Linked DNA regions of Mus musculus: region 2 is linked to region 1. The links are chromatin contacts, called in public HiChIP or PLAC-seq maps. All regions are on one chromosome and are shown on one strand. Each heading gives the region's core, a stretch centred on a gene start, on an enhancer-like site or on the middle of the called end of the contact. The rest is flanking DNA. Distances are from core to core; before and after follow the strand shown.

Region 1 (3,625 bases), core at 789-3,288:
TTAAAAGCTGATAGCCTCCAGGATGTGATAACATTACAAAATCAACCATAAGTAACTTAAATCAAATATTCAAAGCCCTGTCCCGACCAGTTGCGGATCTATTGACAGCTGGGAGAGGAAGAGTCACTTTTCTTTGTGGCTAAGGCCACTAGTCTGTTGCCCAGTCCCCAGTGGATGAACCCACACCCATACACATATAGGTAGCACTAGGTTAGTGACTCAAAATAATAATTACATAAAATTAAAAATATCCAAAGAAGGACATGAAGCAAGGAGGGATATGTGATAGGGGACGCGTCTTAGTCACTGTTCTATTGCTGTGAAGAGACACCATGACCAAGGCAACTTTTTTTCAAATAAAGCGTTTAACTAGGGACTTATCGTTTCAGAGGGTTGCTCCATTATCATCATGATGGGAAAAGGAAGGGCATGGTGCTGGAGCTGAGAGAGTCATATCCTGATCCGCAGGCAGGCAGCAGGCAAAGAAACACTGGGCTTAGAGACGGAGTGTGAAACTTCAAAGCACACACCAGAAGCACCGTTCTTCCAACAAGGCCACACCTCCTACAATGAGGCCACACCTCCTACAATGAGGCCACACCCCCTACAATGAGGCCATACCTCCTACAAGGCCACACCTCCTATAATGAGGCCATACTGCCTACAAAGCCACACCCCCTACAATGCGGCCACACCTCCTACGACGAGGCCACACCTCCTATTATAAGGCCACATCTTCTAATCCTCCTTAAACAATTTATCATGTATATCATGAAAATATACAAGCCTACGAAAGCCATCTTCATTCAAACCACCACAGGAGGGATCCAGGAAAAAGAGGAGAGTTGCGATAAACACGTCCAAGATACACATGTATTAAATTTTCAAATAATAAATAAAAGTATTACTTTAACAAGACAGAAACATAAGAAAACTAGAATCCTTTCAGCAGCATTTCCGCGTTTCCTGAGTCGTTTCAATTACACGTCCACATTTATGCCCTCTAACAACCTTCCCTTTCACTCCCTTATGTAGCTCTTTAGAGGGCCAGGGAGACCAGAGTTTCTCACACTCCAAGTTGTAACCTATCAATGGGCAGGGAAATAAAGTGCGTCACTGTAATCATCTGCATATTCTATTAAAAAGAAGTAATAAAATAGACTGGAAAATATCAAAACGCATCAAGAAGTAAGTAGGTAAGGGTAAATTTCACTTCATGAATTTTTGTCACCACATGTATTCACACACAGTCTGCCTTTGTACAGATATTTAAATAGTATCTGCATGTGCATCCGATTGCAGTGAATCTGCATGTGCATCTGATTGCAATGACTCGCCCTGGAATGCAGACAAAGGAATTTGAAAAATCCAAAAAGGAGAATATCTGAAGTCAGTGGCCACAGTATGCGATGATGCTGGGACTCTAGGTGAACCGCGTCTATTAAATCACTGTGTTGAGCTGTAACCAGCTTCAGGCTCTCACAGGAGTACAAATTCAAGTCAAATAGATCCCTTATACACAAAAAATGGGCACCTAGCTATAAATAAACCATTGGAAACCTTTAAATACAGTAATAGCTTTATGAGGTAGCTAGAAATATGACTTCCCTATTCCACAAATAACATTTGTGAATACCGTAGAATTCCAGCACAGAATATAACGGTATTTAACAGCTCACTCACTCATTTGCTGCAAAGGCCATTGTGGGGAAGGAAGAAAGAGAACTCATCTCTGGTTGTTACTCTCTGTAACAATTGCAGGTTATTTAGAGCTTGTCCTCTCCTCAGCCTGGGAGGATGAGAGTTGATTTGTTGGATGTACGTGCAATCTAGAAAGAAACCCTGGGCCTGCTTCCCATGCTTGCGAGGGGACAGTCTCATCCCTTTTAATGACTTCCTCCATCCCTCTCTGATCTGAACCAGTCTTGCTTAACTCCATAATACTGCTTTACCCATTCTTCACTGGGGACCATACAGGGTTCCAGGAAACTCTCGGGGCTAAAAACATTCCAGACATTCCTTAACACTGCCTTCCTCAAAAGGTCGGTTTCTTAGGCTCTTCAGAGAGAACGCTGCCCACACAGTTCACAGGGACCGACGGCCGGCCGCCACACAAGCCCTGCATTAGCAGACAGCCAAGGGTGGCCTCCTGTGCCTTGCTCTGAAAGGCTCCCTGTACTCAGTCCAGAGTCAGAGAGACTCAGTTTTACAGGGGAGCCGAGGACACTGGGGTCCTCAGTAAAGAGGAGCCATGAGGGAGGTCCGGTTCCCAGCAATACAGTGAAGCTACACACAGGGTGTGTGTCTTGGTACGGTGTGTGTTTTCTTTGGAAACAGGCACTTAAATGAAGTTTCCTTTAGCAAAATCTTGCCCCCAACAAGAGTCCTGAAAAGACTTTTAAAGAATTCAAGAAATACAAAATGTACAGTGGAATCCATACTAGCTGCCTTTCTTATAAAAAGAACTACATACAGAATTGATCGTTTTCCCCTCATCCAGTCTCAGCTTCTCCCTTCCTGCATCTTTTCTGCTCCCTTCCTCCTCACTGGCCGCCTGTGCTCTCGCTCTCTTTTTCCGACAGAAAAAGATTAGGCAGACTAGATTTCAAACATTCCAGGGCTGAAGGTTTTCAGCAAAGAGATAAGCCCCACTAAGTTTCCTTCAGAGTAGCCAGATGCCTCTCGCTCCTGGCTGATGATATTCTCTGCCAAGCTCAGGTTCACCGGCCTGGAGTATGTCCTCGCCGTTCCTCCAAACTCAGCACCGTTGCTTGGTTTCCACATTTATTCCACAAATAAATCCTATATTTAGATGTTTCTAAAATTATTTTTGCTTTATATATTTTTGTGCGTGCATCCATATGTGTGTGGGTGCTGGTGAAAGTGTACTGCTGTGCACATTTGGAGGTCAGAGGGCAACTTTGTAGAACCAAGTCTTTCCACTTTTATGATGCCAGGCCCCTGTTTGCATTCTTTGAGCTAAGGTTTTGCTACATGGTTGCTCTCGAAAGCAAGGCGACCCTCCAGTCTCCATGTTACAGGAAAAAACAGAATGTATCCCTCTGTCGACATATAAGGAATCGAGTTGAGCAGGTCAATCAGCTGGCCTGCCCACCTTTCTAATTCCAACTCAGAAAGATATAACTTTTCCTTGTCCTTTTCTGCCTCTTTTGGATGCAGGCCAGAGCCTAAATAGGATCCAAAGAGAGCAAGGAACCCTAGTGCCGGCCCTATGGTTCTCACTCCACAAAATAGGAACTCTTGATCAATTGTGCAGGCTGTGACAAGGCATTAGGAGCAGAGAGCTCTGATGGGTGTAGTCTCTCTCATCTGGCTCCATCCTTCCCCAGAGACTCATGAAACCCTGGGGTATCTGCATCAAGTGACTGACTATGGAGGAAATGTAACCCTAAGCCCAGGGGTGCATCCCTGAAAGAGGGGTGTGACTCAGGAGCTGAGCCATCACTACACACTCCAAATAGACAACAGCATGATTGTGCGTGGAAGTGGGGCAGTGGGAAGTAGGGGTGAGGCTGGGAGAAACTGCTCACTCCAGGACTCACCATACCCCCTTTGTGCCTCCCCTCTGTGGTGAGCCTGTGTTCTGGGTCCCTGAGAGGACATC
Region 2 (3,625 bases), core at 283-2,782, 200 kb after region 1:
ATCCCTGTCTTAAAAAACCAAAAAAAAAAAAAAAAGATTTTAAGTATGCAGTGCAGTGCTGTTGACTGTGCTCCTATGTCTGCTGTTAGCTGTGCTCCTCCTATGTCTGCTGTTAGCTGTGCTCCTCCTATGTCTGCTGTTAGCTGTGCTCCTCCTATGTCTGCTGATAGCTGTGCTCCTCCTATGTCTGCTGTTAGCTGTGCTCCTATGTCTGCTGTTAGCTGTGCTCCTATGTCTGCTGTTAGCTGTGCTCCTCCTATGTCTGCTGTTAGCTGTGCTCCTCCTATGTCTGATGTTGGCTGTCACCCTTTGGCTGATGTTAGTTTTGACCCTATGGCTATATATTAAGCCTCTAGAACTCAATCATCACATGTATCTGAACTTTGTACCTCTTAACCCACATCCTCAACTGGTCCATTAACCATTTCTCTTGAAACATAAAGTTATGTACCTCTACATGGACAAAGAAGCTTATTGATTGAAATTTGATAAACCCTAAGAGGCAAGTTCCCCCCAAATACAATCAGAATACTACATGCTAGGTGTTGAAACACCCTGTATCCCAGCAAAGTACAATAACTGCTTATTCTACATGGATTCCACAGAAAAGCTCTGACAGCAAACAAGTTCTATTCCAAGCAAGAGCTCAGCTCTGTAGAAATGTTAGTTTTATTACTTCTGGAAGGAACTTGTGGAACAAACACTGATTCACGCACCCAACAGAGGCTCAAAATTCCAGGACAGGATGTGAACAAAGTCATCTATTTTGTTGACTGGGGACCCAGATGAGTGTGTGAAGTTCCCTAGGACTAATACTAGGAGAGAAACACCAGGCCCCCCCCTCTCTCTCTCGTGTTTTCTTTCAGCCTAAAAAATAATGGGAAGACAGAAGCTGTTACCAGGGCTAGATGGCAATGGGAGCCGAGTGCCATCTCTCCCACTTGTAACCCCAGCACCCAGGAACTGGGGGCAGAAGATCACCATGAGTCCCAGGCCAGCCTGGGCATCACAATTAGAGCCCGTCTCTTAAATAAATTAATTTAAAAGTTAATGATAAACAGGGTAAAACTTTAGAGAGGATTCCAGCAGGAAACAGAATTCACTGACACTTGGAAGAGAGCAGAGCCAACAGCTCATTCAGAGGCCTCAATGCTAAACCTCCATGCAGGGGCTGAGTGAGACGCCGCAAACCCAGCCGTCACAACACTCCTTGGCTCACCGGGGCTAGGATGGCAGATTGTGCCTCTAAGACTAAGACAAGAAGGTGCGTCTGGAACTTGCCAGAGCAGGCCCCAAGCTGAGAAGACACACATCAGTCCCTTTCTTGTTTCGCTCTGATCTGCTGCTGACCCGTTGGCTTGGAGATGCTTCTGATGGGGCCCAGGTGAGGATTCACAAGGTCAGCGTCCCCCAACAAGGAGCTGGCTGAGATACCCAGGAGGGAGCTGGAGAGGTCAGAGTATATCTGCACAGAGCCCGTGGTGAAGAGTTACAGCAGGTCAGAGAGGGGTGGGGGTGGGGTGGCGCAATGCCAGTGCTGTCTCACAGAGCTGGCATTTAAATCCTAATTCCTGGCACATTTCTGAGCTGGAGGCATGTGCTGTGGCCAGGCTCTCCTTCACTCAGTATCAGAAAATTATTGGATCCAAATCAGCCGCAGGCGGCCTCGGAGTGAAAGATCATCACGTCCCAGACCTGCCGGTCCAGGCCCTCTTTAATAGACACTGTGTTGATTCTAAACTTAGACACACCATGTGAGCACTTGGTCCCAAACATCAAGTTGCCATTTTGCAGCTGTTCCCGGGACTTTCTGGTCACACAATGTTGTTTAAAATTCTGACCTTCTGTGTTGACATCTAGCCCTAGATGTTTGCATTTTATTTGGTCATATTGCTCACGGGGATAATAGTTTAAGATCAGTGAGGTTCCTATCGTTGGGGTGTTCATGGACCATGAGCAAGAGTGGTGTGGTGGCAGAGAGACTGTTCCAGCCAGCAACCCTGGGAACGGACAGCATGGACAGCAGGGTAGGTAAGGTGTTCCTTTACCACCCAAGAGTCTACAATTAGGCTCCGGGTGGCTTTCCATTCCACTCTATCACCTCGGACTCACAGTCAGACACACACGGTCTTCATGTAGCAGATGACAATACTGAGGCCTCCACACTCAGTTTGCATTATAAGAATCTGCTTCTGATGGGGAAATGGTGAGAACTGCTTCCAAAGAGGACACCACACTTGAGTCACTCATCGTGGTCATGGATTGGATACAGCATGTGTTCCTTCAGCTCTACAGGGCTTGCCTAGTGTGTTCAGCCCTGGGTTTGACCTTCAGTGAAGAAAGGAGGGGATGGAGGGAAGGAAGAAGAGAGGGAAGAGAGAGGGCAGGAAAGGGAAAAAGGAAGGAAGGAAGAAAGGAAGGGAGGGAGGGAGGAAGGAAGGAAGGAAGGAAGGAAGGAAGGAAGGAAGGAAGGAAGGAAGGAAGGAAGGAAGGAAGGCAGGCAAGCAGGCAGGCTAATTCGGTGAGGTCTGTAGGCAAGTGTGGTATTTGAACCAACACCACACCCTTCCCCCCCCACTCTCAGTTCATGCGACAGAACCCCAGTGCCACATGACAGAGTAAGGAACAGGGCTCTCTTGGGACCTCACAGCTCCCCAGGTGAGGTTTGCCTTCCAGAGGAAGGGCAGGACATGAGTGTCCCTCACGCTGGCCCAGCACATCTGATGCTGAGGGGTGAGTGTGCTCCAAAGATGAGGGTCCACGCAACCCCTTCTGTGGGACGGAGGCTGCTCTTTGAGAGGACGGCTCCTGTAAGAGAACTGACACATCCCTGAGTGACCCTCCCTGCTGGCAAGCTAAAGATCCTTGAGTCTACGGATGGATGCCCTTAGTCCTCAGCAACCAAGCAAAAGTGTCAGAGAAAAATGGACAGTTCTTCCTGGCCCACCCCATCCAGAGAGATGCCTCCGACATGTTGTCTAGCAGGAGAATCAGGAGAGGAAAGAACTGGAGTCTTTTCTACAGAACAATTGAGTTCATTTGCAGTGAAGTGAACAAGACCAAAGCCATCTCTGCCTGCCGATCATATAGTCCCGATCCTCAAAACCCTCAGGGGCTTATGAAAAAGAATCAAAACAAGCCATTGAGCTCAGCATTTCAGGATGCCAAATCAACATTTAAATAAGTCATTGGTATTTCTCTGCATTTAGGATGGACAAACACACTCTTAGGAGAACAATTCCATTTGAAATGAATCGAATATGTAAATCAACTAATAAAGGCAGGAGAAGACAGATTCTGAGAATGGATGAAATTGTTAAAGGAATCAAAGAACAGAACACATGGAAAGACAACTTCTGGAGTTAGAGCAGATGGAGCCATCATGTGGGTGCTGGGAATTGAACCTGGGTCCTCTGGAAGAGCCCAGTGATCTTAACAGCTGAACCATCTCTCCAACCCTGAAAGCTTTAAGTTTTACAGGTTTCTATAGGAGCATCAGGGGCCTGAAACAGCGAAGACATCACTAAAGGTGGTGGTGGGTGGAGTTGGAGGACTCATGTATCCCAGTTTTAAAACTTCAGAAGTAACGAGTCAGTGAAGGATTGCGTAAGGATAGACTACAGAT

What was found. HiChIP or PLAC-seq counts read pairs in DNA pulled down with a chosen protein or histone mark.
Region 2: a CTCF HiChIP or PLAC-seq map of the NIH/3T3 cell line shows a contact between it and region 1, with 12 read pairs. The contact joins two enhancer-like sites. A contact is called at or near these places in 1 of 15 datasets of contacts at CTCF or cohesin (the NIH/3T3 cell line), 8 of 484 Hi-C or Micro-C datasets (Sertoli cells, cortical neurons, embryonic fibroblasts and 4 more), 5 of 115 datasets of contacts at active chromatin or transcription factors (the NIH/3T3 cell line, embryonic basal ganglia, embryonic fibroblasts and 2 more) and 1 of 9 other capture datasets (embryonic stem cells).

The regions. Positions count from the first base shown.
Region 1 is chr3:145,701,558-145,705,182 of GRCm38.p6, forward strand. No RefSeq gene overlaps it. Among named protein-coding and RNA genes, the nearest start is that of Gm17501, 53 kb to the left of the region's middle. Within about 2 kb of position 2,039, at least 129 of the 459 cell types and tissues checked have an H3K27ac peak or open chromatin away from gene starts, as enhancers often do. A contact at or near this core is called in the NIH/3T3 cell line, where this site is marked.
Region 2 is chr3:145,898,444-145,902,068 of GRCm38.p6, forward strand. No RefSeq gene overlaps it. Among named protein-coding and RNA genes, the nearest start is that of Gm35187, 9.6 kb to the left of the region's middle. Within about 2 kb of position 1,533, at least 18 of the 459 cell types and tissues checked have an H3K27ac peak or open chromatin away from gene starts, as enhancers often do. A contact at or near this core is called in the NIH/3T3 cell line, where this site is marked.